Linked DNA regions of Canis lupus: region 2 is linked to region 1. The links are chromatin contacts, called in public Hi-C maps. All regions are on one chromosome and are shown on one strand. The core of a region is the stretch at or near the end of the contact, and the rest is flanking DNA. Distances in the headings are between cores, read along the strand shown.

Region 1 (3,619 bases), core at 41-2,540:
GTTTCATCTTGCAACAAGGTGACCCTTCCTCGTCACCCCTCCATGCACCTTTACTGCAGGTGGGGGCGGGGAGGGGGGAGGGGGAGGAGGAACACATGCCAAGTATTCAACTCCAGCTCCTCTTCATCTCCCGCCCGTGTTGGTGCCGGGCACCTGCCAGCCACCACCTCCCTCTTTGAACCCCAGTCCACGTCTCTTCTTCGCAAGAAGGCTGCACAAGGCCACCCTGTCCCCTGCCTGTTGCCACGAGACGCTGCTGTCAGGCCACGGCGGGCTGCGATGGGCTCCTTCAAAGGATGCTCCTGCAGAGCATCTCCGGTGACCCGGTCTGTGTCAAACCCCAGTGTCCGGCCACTGCCAACCCCAACACCGCACCTTCACGCGGCTCTACCTGCCAACAGGTGACACCGACCCCGCGCTCAGCCCTGCCCCACAGGGCCTGCCACCTGCCGCAGCTCCCAGGGCACCCACAGGCGCCTCGGTCAGGGGTGGGGCCCCGCCAGGAAGGCCAGCCCGAGGGGCCGCTGCAGCAGGGCCCCCCCTCACCTGGGCCCCAGGGAAGGGGAAGCGGCAGGCCCCGTGCAATGTCAACACTTCAGGTGCCCCCGCACCAACACTCCAAGACTTCCAGACGTTAAAAAAAAAAAAAAAAAAAAGCTGCATAATTCCAGGTACAGCAAAAATCTGCAGATAGTGTCCAGTAGGAGGAGGCCGCGGCGCTAGCGGGGGGCGGGGCAGCTCCTGAGGCCACGCCCCTCCCGGCCTAGCGTTTCCCCGCCCCGCGCACAGGCGCAGCCCCGCGAATCCCGGCATGCCCCGCGCCCGGCCTCCACGCGCGGGAGTCCCACCCCCCACGTACGTCCCCAGCTGGTGATTGGCTGCGGCCGCCACGGGGGCGGGGCCGGGCAGAGGGCGGCGGATTCAAGATGGCGGCGGTCAGGAGGCGGCTTCCAGCCGAGTCGGCGGGAAGGGCAAGGCCTTGGCGGCGGTCCCCGGCGCACCGCATCGCTCCTCGCAGGGGACGGCAGCCGTCGCCGGGACCTGCCCTTGGGAACCCGCGCTGGGACAGCGGGAGGAGGAGCAGGAGGAGGCGCCGCCGTTTACCTTCGCTCTCCCGGCCTCCACCTTTCTGCGCCGCTGCTCTTGCTCATCTTCGTCCATCTCCCTCCGGGGTTTCCCGCGGGCCCCCCGAGAGGGCACGGGGTCCACACGCCGCCGCCCTCCGCTCTATTTACACTCCCTCCCCCTAGTCCGGGCTCGCCCTCCCCCCGCGACAACTGTCACGCAGACGTGAGCCCGGCTCCGCCCCCAGCGTGCGCCGTCCGCCCCGCAGCCAATCAGGGGCGCCGTGGTCCTGCCCTCGCGCACGCGCAGTCGGGGCGGGGCGGTCCACACGGGACTCCGCCCCTGCCGGCAGCTGGCCTCCCATTGGCGGGATGAAGGCCCCGCCTCCCAGCGGGGCCAATGGCGGGGCGCGAAGGCCTCGGAGCCCTCTGTGATTGGTCGGATTTGAAGAGGGCGTCGCAGCTGCGGGCGCGGGCGCGGAGGGCGGCTTCCCGGCGCGGGCTGCGGGGCCCTTGGGCGGTCGTGTCCCCCGTCGGGTCCCCCCGGAGCTGCCGGTCGGCGCCAGGGAGCCAGGCCCGGAGCTCGCGGGCCGCGCGGAGGGCCCCTCGGTGGGCGGTGGCGGGAGCCGAACTCCGGTTCCCCGGGCGCCGCCCCCGTGTGACCCCTGGACCGCGCTGCGGCCGCGCGGGGGGGCGGGGCGGGGACTCTCCTCCCTGGGGACGCGCTTCCGGGCGGAGTGGGCACCGGCCCGCAGCCTTGACCCCGGGGTCAGGGGGGGATGGGGGGACCCCGGGGGGGACAGGCCGGGCCGCGCCTTGACCCCGGGGTCAGAGGGGGATGGGGGGACCCTGGGGGGGGGACAGGCCGGGCCGCGCCTTGTCCCCGGGGTCAGAGGGGGATGGGGGGACCCTGGGGGGGGCGGGCCAGGCCGCGCCTTGACCTCGGGGTCAGGGGGGGATGGGGGGACCCTGGGAGGGAGCGGGCCAGGCCGCGGCATCTATCCGGGGCTCCCCAGGGACCGGCCCGCAGCCTTGACCCCCGGGGTCAGGGGGGGCCCTGGGGGGCGGTGGGGTCAGCCTCCCACTCCTGACGTCACTCGGCCCGGGCTCCAGCCCCAGCGCGGCTGCTGCTCAGAGGGGACTCAGCTGGACACGCTGCCCCCGCGCGCTCTTTAAAGCAAATAAGTCTTTGAAGAGTAAAGTCTTAAAATTTTCAAAGAAAAAAGGGGAAGACAGCTCTGGTTGTGCATTCGCGGTCTGCGTGGGAGTCCAGTCTCGTGAAATCACTGCTCCTCGGCCTCAGACTTGGCTTGAAGCTGCTTGTCCAGCGGGGAACAGCGCAGGGCCCTATTCCCAGCCCTCGGTCGGCTGCGCAGCTCCATGGAAGCTGATGGACCCACCAGCAACTCCGCGCGTCTCACCCGGTGTCGTGTTGCTGTCGCCAGACCGTCCATGCTTGGGCTTTCACCGAGGGCCGATCCTGTCTAAACGGGCTTCACGCTCTCGGTCTCGTTTTAACTCTTCTCATTCCTGATGGAGATGCCGTTTAGGGTGAAATGGAAAAATGAGAGCGAACCCCTGCCCGCCCCCCGCGCGGTATCAACCTAGAACAGCACCGTGTTTGTCGCAGGATTGGGGAACCGCAGAGCTCAGGCCGGTGACACGGACAAGGTGGGGGCACCCACGTGGGGAGGAGACGCAGGACACCACCGCTGGGCTCCCGCGGCCGTGGGAAATGCAGACGCCGCTGCTGCAGGCGGGGCCCGTCTAGAGCAGGGTAGGGTGACACGACCTCAGGTGGCCTGCGGCAGAGACAAAGGGGCACAGAAAGCAGGACTGCGGTGCGCAGCCTTGTTCTGGGCCCCCGGGGGGCCTGCTGCCCCGCTCACCGGCTCCTGCACCTGGACTCGGAAAGACCGTGTGCAGGCCGTGTGCCTCCTGCTTGCTCCCTGACACGGGACGCGTGAGGATGATGCCCTCCCATTAGCGCGCAGTAGTGGCAGCCGTGGACACAAGCGGGTCTCCCACCCTGTGACGCTGTGCAGTCAAAAGCAACCACAACGTGGACCGACCGATCTCCCGCACACCGTGCTGGCAAGTCCACCGCCGGCAAGCGTTCCTCCTCCTGAGGCCGACCACGGCCCTTTGGTTAGTGCAGCCTCCAGCCTTCGCTTGCAGGATTCGGCGGGTGGAGCGGGTGAGTGCGTGGGCTCTGGGCCAGGGGTCCAGCCGACGGCGCCGAGCGCTGGATCGACTTCCCAAGAGCGGTTGCAGTCCTGGATCCAAGCCTCAGTCCCAGCCTTCACGTGAGCGTACATTCGGAACTCCGTGGGGCACGTGGCCGTCTTCCCACGCAGGGTGGGTTCCCACCCTATGTTCCCTAGCACCCCAGAAACATTTCCGTGGTCCTTCCAGACTACGTTATTGTTGGATCTGACTCCCCATTTACTCTTAACAATTACGGAGCTGTCCGAGTTATGTAGATACCCCCCCCCCAAGGAGGGAAACAAAACCCTCGCTCGGTAAGTGACTTCCTTCCACAGAGAACAGTGGAA
Region 2 (3,507 bases), core at 448-2,947, 230 kb before region 1:
TGCGGAATGTCACGCAGCTCTTACAAACACTGCATTTCCTCCATCTAAGCGTCCCGGGGCTGGTGGTTGAGCCGTGCTCTCTGCAATGTCCGTGGTCTTTACATACAGGTCACAGTCCAGCCAGGAAGACTGTCACAGTGTCACAGTCCAGCCAGGGAGACTGTCACCACCCCACACTCACTTTCCTCCAATGGATTTTCCTTCCAAGCGGCTCCTTCCACCTTTCTCCTTTTTCTCTGTAAAGTAACCTTCCTCTCCCTACATTAGCCAGACTTGCCTTCAATTTTGCGTATCTGACACGGCAATTCCTGTCATTTCTGGAAAAACCCATTTTGTTGGTAAAATAACTGGCTGCTTTATTCCCCAGGTCAAGACCATCTGGGGCTTCCGAGTGTTTCCAGTAATGGGCACCGAAGTGCACATCTTGCAGAGGCTTCTCGCCTCTCGTTCTCAGTTCTCATTTTTTCCCCAAGGACAGTGCAATCCATACTGTGCTCCAAGATGAACGTGTTTTTATCACACAAACGATTCTGTTTGAAATGCATGCCTCACTGATGGAGACTTAATACTCACTTCTGGGACAGCTGTAACTACAACATAAAAGTCAAGAGAAGAGCGTCGTTTAGGACGGAGGCGGGAGTCGGGCTGGGGAGCTGCGCGCACACCCAGCGGGCGGAGGCCGAGCCGCGGGGGAAGGAAGGTTTTCCTCCTGCCCGGCAACAGCCCGGCCAATGGGCGGCCACCACGCGCGGCCCCTGCCAGTCTTGAATAGACCCGGTTCTGCAGGCAAAACACCCAGCGGGGGTTATCAAGGTCAGCCGCAAACGCTACACGTGCACAGAGCATCCTCCTAGGCGCGCGCGGGGGCGGGGGCGGGGGCGGGGGCGGGGACGGGGGTGGGCGGAGCCCGAGCCGGGCTTCGGGGGCCAATGGGAGGAGGGAGCCTGGGCCGGGCTGGGGGCCCGGGGGTGCGTGGGCCGAGGGGGGTTGGGGGGCCCGGGGCGGGGAGGAGGGAGCCTGGGCCGGGCTGGGGCCGTGGGGGGTGGCGGAGGTAGTAGGTACGGAGCCCGGGCCAGGCCTGGGGGCCAACGGGAGGAGGGAGGCCGGGCCGGGAGGGGGGGGGGCGGCCGAGGGGGGACGGAGCCGGGCCGGGCTGGGGGCGCGGGCAGGGCGGGCCAGGCCAGCCAGGTCAGCCGCCCGCGGGGGAGGATCACCGGGACACCCGGGGACTAGCGGCGGGGCGGGAAGCCTGGGGGGCAGGGGCGCGGCGGGCGGGCGGGCGGGGGCGCGGCTCGGGGAGGGCGTGGCCGGGGAGAGGCGCGGCGCCGCGGGGCGGGGCGGGGGCGGGGCCGGAGGGCGGGGCGGGGCCGGGAGGGGCGTGGCCGGCGGTCCCGGAGCCCGCGGTCAGCCGCCGCAGCGCCCGGCTCGCAGGCGGGAGGCTGGGGGTCTTCCCGGGGCCGCGGCCTGGGGCGCCGGCAGCGCACACGCCCAGGAAGCGCTCGCTCGGCACGTCCCGCCCCAGCGCGGTGCAGCCGCCGAGCGGCCCGCGGGAAACCTACCTCAGCCGCCTTCTCGCCGGGGCGCACGGGCGGACAGCGCCGACCAGCAGCCCGAGCCGCCGCCCTCGGCCCGCGCAGGCGCAGTACGGGCCGGCCGGCCGCGGACGCAGCCCCTCCCTGGGCCCCGCGCCCCGCGCCTGCGCAGTCGTACTGGCTCCTTCGTCGGGAGAACGGAACCACCGCCTTCGGCCGCACGCAGGCGCAGTCACTCAGGCCCGTCCTGGCAAAGGCCCTGGCTTGGGGACCAGCGCCCCGCGCAGGCGCACTCCACGGGCCCGCCTTCGTGCGCGCCGACGCTGCGGTTCGGGCGGGGCCGGGGCCGGGACAGAGGGGCGGGGCCTGAGGGGCAGGTGGGCGGGGCCTGGGGTGGGCGGGGCCCGCAGGGTGGGGGCGCGGGGCCGGCCCACCCTAGCGTGAGGATCGTGGGTGACATTGTGGGTGGCTCCAGGGTTCTGGAGCAGGACCTACTTCTGCTTTTCGGTAATAATTCAATCTTCCCGTCTCTGCTGTGCAGTGAGAACTACTTGGTCATCTGCTCCCGTGACAACTGGAGGCCGCGGTGACGTCATTTCGCCCAGAGGAGGCTGAGGTTGAGATGGGGTGACGTCAGCGTCGCCCCCGCGGGCCGCCCGGGGCTGCAGGTGGGGGCGCTGCGGTCCCGGGAGAGCAGGTCGGGGTCACCGTGCAGACCAGCAGGGCACCAGGGGACAGTGAGGGTCGGGCTTTCTTTTTTTTTTTTTTTTTTAATAATCAATTTATTTTTTATTGGTGTTCAATTTGCCAACATACAGAATAACACCCAGTGCTCATCCCGTCAAGCTGCAAAGGGGGCACCCGGGGGCTCGGGTGGCTCAGCCTCTGCCTTGGGCCCAGGTCGTGACCCTCGGGCCCTGGGATGAGCCCCCCACGTCGGCTCCTAGCCCCATCTTCCGCTCTCTCTGTCTCAAATAAATAAAATATTAAAAAAAAAAAAAAAGCAGATGTTTCCACTTTCACTACTTGTACTCAACATTTTTTAGGGAATCCCGGCCAGCACAGTAGTAGGCTAGTGAAGCAGTAACTAAAAGGAATAACTGTCAGAACAAAATTGTGTGCCTTCACAGCTGAGCAGGTTGTTTGCACAAAACAGCCTAAGGAATCACGGAACGATTAGAATACATAGGTGCATTTAGCAAGATTGTAGGATAAAGATCGACATAGGAAAATAAGTGTATTTCTTTAGAGGCGCCTGGTGGCTCAGCCTGTTGAACATCTGACTCTCGGTGTCAGCTCAGGTCCTGATCTCAGGGTCACGGGATCAAGCCCTGTGTCCGGCTCTATGCTCAGTGTGGAGTCTGCTTCAGATTCTCTCTCTCTGTCTCCCTCCTCACTGTCTCTCTCTCAAATAAATAAAATCATAAAGAAAAAGAAGTGTATTGTTTTTTGGCTAGGAGCAAAACATTAGAAATGAACTTGTTAAAAAACCCGTGTAGGGTGACTGGTCGGCTTGGTCAGCTGGGTGTTTTCGGCTCAGGTCATGATGTCAGGGTTGTAGGATCAAGCCCCACATGAGGCTCTGCACTCAAGGTGGAGTCTGCTTGTCCCTTGCCCACTGCCTCCCCCTTCCCGCTTGCTCTCCCTATCTCTAAAATAAAATCTTTAAAATATATAGACACATATATATAGTTAAAACCCACGTATAGTGTTGTAATTACCTTTTTATAATGTAATTTTTATAATGTAAGCTTTTGATTGCCAAGGCATCGCTTCACAGACATCCATCCCTAGGAAACACATTGCCAGCTACACACCAGATGAGAAGCCATGAGGCCACCCACGCATGAATTTCTTTTTAAAAAAGCACTAGTTGACCTGAACTTTTGATCACTTCGTTTCCTTTCCTGCAATTAATTCCTACTTTCATGCTTCAAATTCACCAGTAAAGATTGAACCCTTGAAACCCTAGGCC

The links. A called contact is a pair of places that touch in the nucleus more often than the background predicts.
Region 2: a contact with region 1 is called in a Hi-C map of blood, with 2.4 times the contacts expected there. The contact joins the promoter of PRMT2 here to the promoter of PCNT in region 1.

Annotation. Positions count from the first base shown.
Region 1 is chr31:39,557,141-39,560,759 of UU_Cfam_GSD_1.0, reverse strand. It overlaps PCNT (pericentrin), which reads right to left and starts at 1,290. Exons shown (of 50, transcript XM_038581711.1): 1 at 1,105-1,290. The coding sequence starts at 1,161. It overlaps C31H21orf58, which reads left to right and starts at 2,023. Exons shown (of 10, transcript XM_038581159.1): 1 at 2,023-3,619.
Region 2 is chr31:39,787,243-39,790,749 of UU_Cfam_GSD_1.0, reverse strand. It overlaps PRMT2 (protein arginine N-methyltransferase 2), which reads right to left and starts at 1,697. Exons shown (of 11, transcript XM_038581716.1): 1 at 1,560-1,697. It overlaps LOC106558111 (a long non-coding RNA gene), which reads left to right and starts at 1,682. Exons shown (of 3, transcript XR_005382480.1): 1 at 1,682-1,860; 2 at 2,074-2,229; 3 at 2,351-2,868.